Regions from separate parts of the Pan troglodytes genome. Here region 2 is linked to region 1. Evidence: chromatin contacts called from public capture Hi-C data. All regions are on one chromosome and are shown on one strand. The core of a region is the stretch at or near the end of the contact, and the rest is flanking DNA. Distances in the headings are between cores, read along the strand shown.

What was found. Capture Hi-C pulls out chosen DNA fragments and counts their contacts.
Region 2: a capture Hi-C map of stem cell-derived neural stem cells shows a contact between it and region 1, with 7 times the contacts expected there. The contact joins two enhancer-like sites. A contact is called at or near these places in 5 of 7 Hi-C or Micro-C datasets (blood, induced pluripotent stem cells, a lymphoblastoid cell line and 1 more) and 1 of 1 other capture datasets (stem cell-derived neural stem cells).

Annotation. Positions count from the first base shown.
Region 1 is chr7:28,539,391-28,543,133 of NHGRI_mPanTro3-v2.0_pri, reverse strand. No RefSeq gene overlaps it. Among named protein-coding and RNA genes, the nearest start is that of ATP6V1B2, 35 kb to the right of the region's middle. Within about 2 kb of position 2,378, at least 4 of the 24 cell types and tissues checked have an H3K27ac peak or open chromatin away from gene starts, as enhancers often do. A contact at or near this core is called in stem cell-derived neural stem cells, where this site is marked.
Region 2 is chr7:28,685,865-28,689,597 of NHGRI_mPanTro3-v2.0_pri, reverse strand. No RefSeq gene overlaps it. Among named protein-coding and RNA genes, the nearest start is that of LZTS1, 75 kb to the right of the region's middle. Within about 2 kb of position 1,982, at least 2 of the 24 cell types and tissues checked have an H3K27ac peak or open chromatin away from gene starts, as enhancers often do. A contact at or near this core is called in stem cell-derived neural stem cells, where this site is marked.

The DNA of each region.
Region 1 (3,743 bases), core at 1,129-3,628:
GAGCAGCCCTTTGTTTAACAGCAGCTCACTTACAGGAGCCCCAGGCTGTTGGGCAGGTCGCAGGAGGAGGATGGGGCATTTGGTGGTTTTGATATCAATCAGCAGTGACCTTGGTGATAAAGATGCTTAGCGTCAGGCTCCCCTCTGACAGAGAGTCCCAGCTGGCTGCTCTAGGGTCACCCATGAGGCTCCACCTTAAAATCCAGAGCTTCTCCACAAGAGAAGTCAAAACCAACACCATAAACAGGAGGATTCTGTTCTAAAAGCTGGGGTTTGGGAACCAGACGGAGCAGGAGCAGCTATGGAGACTGGTGGTGAGACCTAGCGTGCCGTCAGACTTTGCTTATGTAGCCCAAACCTCAGTTTTCTCATCTGTGAAACAGGAATCAGTCGTTACAGGGTGGGCATGAGAAAGTGTATGTAAAACACCTGTCAGTAATATTCAACGTACTCTTTCCTCGCTAAGACCCAAGGTGCCTCTAGAAAGGGTTAAGTCCTGGCACCTGCCCCCACAAAAAAGGGGTAAGGTCAGGTGAGAGAAGAACACCAGGTAGCCCCCTCCGGGCCTCCTGATGCTCAGACCTTGCTCAAGAAGGGATGGCCCTCCCTCCAACCCCTTTATCTGTCCCTTCTCAGCCGTGACCACATTACCTCTTGGGCTACCTGCCTCTTTTAAGGCTCTAGTGGGGCAGATCTATCTCGGCTGAGATAAAACAAGGCCAATCTAAACAGCTCCTAGGCTGAGCAAGACAGCCTGAAATTCAATGTTCGCTGAGTGAGCGCTCTGCACATTCGACCACCAGTGAACAAACCCCCAGCACTGGCACCCGGAGCCTTGGGTCTACAGGCCCAGCCAGAGTGGGGGAAGGTGGGCTCGGACATGCAAAGCTGCCACCTGGGGGTGATGCCCAGGGCTGCCTTCTCCAGAGCTTCTCCTTGGAGCGGACAGAGCTGTGCCCCTGAGACTCTAGATCCCACAGGGAAAGGCCTTCTGGGGCTGGCACCTGCTCCTTATGGCTTTCTGGGCCCCTCAGGGACATCAGTCCTGACGTGCCGCAGGGAAGACCCCGTGGCTCTGAAGAGAAGGCATTGGAATAGGAACTATATTCCTTTGCTCGGGTGGGCTACTGTAACCAAGAACCACAGGCCAGGTGGTTTCAACAACTGAAATATATTCTCTCACAGTTCTGGAAGTCTGAAAATCAAAGTGTCAGCAAGGTTGGTTCCTCCCGCAGGCTGTGAGGGAGAATCTATTTCCTGCAGCTCTCCCAGATTCCAGTGGTTTGCTGGCAACCTTCAGCATTCCTTGGCTTGTAGCTGCATCACTCCAATCTTCACACAGGGCGTCTGTCTTCCCATGGCCGCTTTTAAATAAGGACACCAGTCATATTGGATTAGAGGCCCACCCTACTTCAGTGTGACCTCATCTTAACTAATATCTACAATGACCCTAGTTCCAAATAAGGTCACATTCTGGGTACTGGGGGGTTAGGATTTAAATATATAGTTTTCGGCAGGGGACACTACTCAACCTGGACTTAAGTGTAGAGTACGATTTGTTTGTTTTGAAGACAGAATCTCGCTCTGTCACCAAGGCTGGAGTGCAGCGGTCTGACCTCGGCTCACTGCAACCTCTGTCTCCTGGGTTCAAGCAATTCTTGTGCCTCAGCCTCCCAAGTAGCTGGGATTACAGGCGTGCGCCACCATGTCCAGCTAATTTTTGTATTTTTAGGAGAGACGGGATTTCACCACGTTGGCCAGGCTGGACTCAAACTCCTGACCTCAAGTGATCCACCTGCCTCAGCCTCCCAAAGTGCTGGGATTACAGGAATGAGCCACCACGCCCGGCTGGATTGTGACCAAAGAAGTAGCACCCTCCTGATATTTGCTCTCCTAAATCTAGGACAAGAGAGCTTTCCAGTATGACTTATTTGGGAGAAGACAAAAAAGCTGGTGTGCTTGGGGCCAGGGCCTCCGGGGCAGGAAGGAGGCTGCCCTCCTGCATAATCGCTCTCTCTCCTCTGCCTGTGCACTGTGCTGGGAAGAATTAGGTCAGCCTTTGGGCTTTGCCATGAGGTAGCAGAAACTATTAAAAGCTGTCCTGTGAGCCGACTTAGAGGCCAGTGATTTAGCACGATTTGGAGAGAGGAGTGGCCTCACGCCTCTGCCTCATGGCTCTGCCTCTGGTGAAACCGCCCAGGTAAAGTCCACATGTATGCATCCCACAAAGCTGCCCTTCATCTCTCCAGGCCCCTTCCTGATCTGTCAATCTGCTTAACTAGTTGTGCATATGTCAGAGAGCTGTTTTGATAAGTAAAGCAGATGATTAGGGCAAGCTGGCACGCAGTAAATGCATGAATTCCGGCCATTGCTAGGGTGAGTCAGGGAGGGATGCCCTGCAGAGAACACAGAAGGCATCTTACAGCGTAGAATTGCTGGGAATACAAGGGCAGACCAGACCAGGGGTGGAACGAGGGCAGCGGGCACGGGGAAAGGAGGTGCCTAGGATGACTCCCACTAAGAGATCCACAGGAATACGGAGGAGGCGCTGCCTCCCCAAGCAGGTACTTGAGCACCCGGGCTCTTAAAGCTCCCTCTTCCCATGTGGTCTACTGACACCTGATGGTAAATAATGGAAATGCAGCAAGAGTTGCAAGGTTTTTTGTGTGTGCGTTTTTTTCTTTTAATTTTACTTCTGTAACAGGATTAAAAGTACTGCTGCCTCTTCAGACACACGGATACCTGCACCTATGGCTACTCTAAGTTTCCCCACGTACACTAACTGACACAGACCTGAAACTTATGAGGGCTTTACGCTGGGGTTCATGATGGTGCTGCTGCTGCTGGGCATCTTCTTTCTGTTCAGGGCCAGGTCAGTCCCAGGGCAGGCTTCAGAAAAGAGTCAGGCCGGGCGCGGTGGCTCATACCTGTAATCCCAGCACTTTGGGAGGCCAAGGTGGGCAGATCACTTGAGGTCAAGGGTTTGAAACCAGCCTGGCTAACATGGTGGAACCCCGTCTCTACTAAAAATATAAAAATTAGCCAGGTATAATGGCTCACGCCTGTTAATCCCAGCTACTCAGGAGGCTCAGGCAGGAGAATTGCTTGAACCTGGAAGGCGGAAGTTGCAGTGAGTCGAGATAGCGCCATTGCACTCCAGCTTGGGCCTGGGCGACAGAGTGAGACTGTCTCAACCAAAGAAAAAAAGGGGAGGGGAGAGTCAGTCCTTTCTGGGCCTAAAAATCTCTAGAGTAGAAGCTGTTGCTGCTACTTGATTACATTATGCCTTCCACACCTTGTCCTCCAACTAGCAAAAGAAACCCAGGCTGCCCCGGCCAACCCGAAGGGCTACAGCACAGCTGTCTCCGTCATTCTGAGCACCTGAGTGTTTGGATTTGGGGAAAGGAAGTGGGAGGGGGAGAAAGAGGAAGAGAAGAAGAGAGAACAGCTTGAGAAGGACACATCTGGTCCTTTCTAGAAATCTATTCAAAAATTAGAACTTCCTGGAGATGCCATGACGTGGTCAATCACCTATCTATGGATTAGGATTCAAGCCCTCTCTCGATTTTTTGGGCACTGAGCTGAGAGGTAATTCTTGCTCTGGACTAACTGGTGACACAATCTGTAGGCATCGTCAGTGACCAAACCGAGCAGTGGTGGCTGGGCCTCGGGGTCTAAGGGCGCAGCCACAGCTGGGGAAGGTGGGCTCCCTCTCTCGGGCATGAGCAGCTGCTGCCTGGGGG
Region 2 (3,733 bases), core at 733-3,232, 150 kb before region 1:
ATATATAATAAATATATATAAAATATATATATATATGGGAAAAGCCTAGGTTCTAGTAGCACCTCAACTATGAGGGAAAATATATATATGTGTGTGTGTGTATATATGTGTGTGTCTATATATATGATATAAGTCTCTCACACAAATCTGTGAGTTTCAGGGACCCCATCCCCACCTCCAAGTCACCAGCAGGTCAGTAAACGACCATCTGTCACTTGGAAGCTGGAGGCAATGGAAAGGGGCAATGGATGATGGAGTCAGGGCTCCAGAATGAAAGGGAATCGATGGAGTGACAGAGAATGACAGCAGCAGCCTCTGGTGGACACTCGCCGTCTTACAGCCAGAAGCTTCAGGCTGCTCCAGCCCCGGAAATGAGGATGCCGGCCCCACAGCCAGGAGACAGCAATGCAAGCTAAAATCTGCAAGGAGGCTGGGATGGTTCTAAAAGGCAGCCATTTAGAACTCATCAGAAATGATTCACAGACGGGCTGCACCAGGGCCGCCTGGCTTGATCAAGGAGCAGTGGGTCTTTCCTGAGGTGCACACACAGATGACAGCTTCTGCCCCGCTAATTTTTATTCTGAAGTATAACAAGAAGTACCAAGGATGCAGTCCATTGACAAAAAAAGGGACCTAGCATGTTCCTTCTTACTTCAGGCTCCTTCACTGTATCGTCCTTCACCCCAAGAATGCCACATGTACACCTGCACAGACAGACACACCAGTCAGTCAACAGATATTAATTGGGCATCTACTGTGCCTCTGGCATGATGCTAAGACCTAGGGACATAGATGACTATGACAGGGTCCCTGACCTCCAGGGGAAGATCAAGCCCTGTAGAGTTGGGTCCATTAGAGAAGTTTTCCCAAGGTCAACATATTGGAGTTGTATCTTGAATAAGGGGTTTTTCTCAATCAAATAACAATGATGAAATTCCAGGAAGAAGAAATAGCATGTAAAGGGGCAGGACATCCTGAAAGAGTCTAGGGAAAGATCCAGGATGCTCAGAAGTTCTGTATGGCCAGCAGCAATGGCAGAGAAGATGAAAATGGCCTGGTCAGTTGGGAACAGATTATAAAAGGCCTCTGCTAAGGAGGCTGAGCTGCAGAGAGAGAAAGAGATTAAATCAACAGTTCATTGGAAACAAATAGATGCTGACATCTGGTGACTGAGGACCCAGGAATGCCTAATCTTACCCAGCAGATCATTTGTGCTCTCCATGAGGTCTTCAAGAGAGCATGTACACACCAATGGCATGACTGTCAGTTTTGCAAGCCCTGTAGACTCCAAATCAGGAACATGTGGCTTAGAATTGAAGACCCATGTGGGATCTTTTGTTCTCTCTGCTCCCAAACCTAAATTAAGAGAAAGAAGGGCATCGTGTGACCATCAGGACCTGTCTTCACACTCCTACCCTACCCCTTCCATGGAAAGAGCTGTGGCCAGACTGCCCTCTTGAGACAGGAGGAAGAAGAGCACCAAACCCAGATGCCAAGGACCAATTAAGAGCCATGACTGTGAAAATTCAACATTGCAGTAGTTTAAAACTGCACTCCAGTTTCTCCCTGTGACCTGTCTCAACCAGTGAGGTCTCTGAGAGAACCATAGATCTCATCAGGGTTCTTTCTTCATCATGGGAGCGTGGGCTACCTTTCACTTTTCCCAGTTTTCAAAAAGTGTACATACAAGATGCACGGCAATATGACTGCACTCTCCCACAACCCAACACAGCTTCAAAATATAGAAGACAAAACTGAAGCATTAGCTTTTCCCAAGCAAAAGCTAATTCCCACTTTGTTCACCAGTCATGAAATACAGCCATGTGGTAAATATCTAGGGAAAAAGGAAAAGTGAGTTGGGAGAAACTTGCTATTGAGCTGACCAGGCCACCATATGCAAATTTTATAGAAACTCCAGGCTTTAATAGGACTGCTCGGTCTAAGGCAGATGGCAGAAGAGGCCCTCCAGAAAAGTGACCTTCAGCACAGTGACCAGACCCACTAGCATGTGGACATAGGGCAGTGGGGTGGCTGTGAATGAATGCTGGTATATTAGACTAGCAATTTCCAGGATCATCTCCAGGGGCCAAATGAGAACACTTCCCTTGAGCCTTTTAGTGCTGGAACATTGATTAAGCTTCACTTTCCCAATTGCAGTTCAAACATTTTCTTCTTTCACCAAGCTTCTCACTGAAGCAAGGCCTGACTTTCCCAAATAATGATGTAACAAATCAAATAGCACTTCTCCTGAAATCTCCCTCAATTCTTCCAGCTGTAAACAGCCTCTCCACACTTAGCACTTCTCTAATCCTTCTCTGTGCCTTTCTTGTAATTGCATATATGTGTAATTTCTCTCCTCTTAGAAGATTATAAACTCCTTGAAGACAGAAGCAAAGAGCAACTAAAATTGGAATTCTTTTTCTTCTTTATATGGGAAGGAGAAACTCCATGGAGCTCTGTTTTGAACTCCAGGGGTAGGTTCATAGCTCCCACAACTCTCAGCGTAACCCCAGCTAACCTTGAGGATGAGACACAAATGGCAGAGCCAGGCAGGCACACAGGCAGAGTAGGAAGTGGCTTGGGTGGTATTCTTTGGGGAATGCAAGGAATTTTCCAACAGTGCTCCCAAACCTCCCACCCTCAAAACACAGCACAATATCTGAAATTCCATCATTATTAAAACATTCCTTTCAGTCTTTGAGATTTCTCTCTTGTATTAGTCCATTTTCACCCTGCTATAGAGATCTTCCCTGAGACGGAGTAATTTTTAAAGGAAAGCAGTTTAATTGACTCACAGTTCTGCATGGCTGGGAGGCCTCAGGAAACTTACAATCATGGCAGAAGGGGAAACAGGCACCTTCTTCACAAGGTGGCAGGAGAGAGAAGAACGAAGGAGGAACTTCCAAACACTTGTAAAACCATCGTATCTCATGAGAACTCACTCACTATCATGAGAACAGCATGGGGGAAACTGCCCCCATGATCCAATCAACTCCTTCCCTCCACATGTGGGGATTACAGGTCCCTCGGTCAAGAGGTGGGAATTACAATTCAAGATGAGATTTGGGTGGGGACACAGAACCAAACCATATCATCTTTTTTGCAGTTCCATCTTGAATAAGCACTACTTATCCCATAAAAGGAGAATATCTTAAGCCGTAGCCATGCAATGCCTTGGCACGGGATTCCTCAGCCCCAGTGATAAGTAAAGTTTTACAGGACTATGAGAATGCCAGCCTGAAGGTAGGTATTTGAACATGTAAAAATCCCTAAGGATAAGGTTTGTTGTTTGGTTTTAATCTACTCTTATATCCTCAACACCCATTAATGTGCCTGGAACATAGAAGTTGCTCAATAAATGTTTGCCAAAAAATGAATGACTGAGTGAACGATGAAGGAAAAGTCCAGAAGACAGTGATATTCCCCTGGAAAAGGTCAAAAGGCCAGAAAAACATTCCCTGGGGTTAGAATTTGTTCCTTTTTTTAAGAGACAAGGTCTTGCTCTGTTGCCTAAGCTGGAGTGCAGTGGTACAATCATAGTTCACTGCAGCCTCACACTCCTGGGCTCAAGCAATCCTTCCACCTCAGCCTCCCAAGTAGCTAGGGACTACAGGCATGCACCACCATGCCTGTCTATTTGTTTTTATTTTTTTTGTAGAGATGAGGGGGGCTTGTCTTACTTTGTTAACCAGGCTAGTCTTGAACTCCTGGCCTCAAGTGATTCTCCTACCTT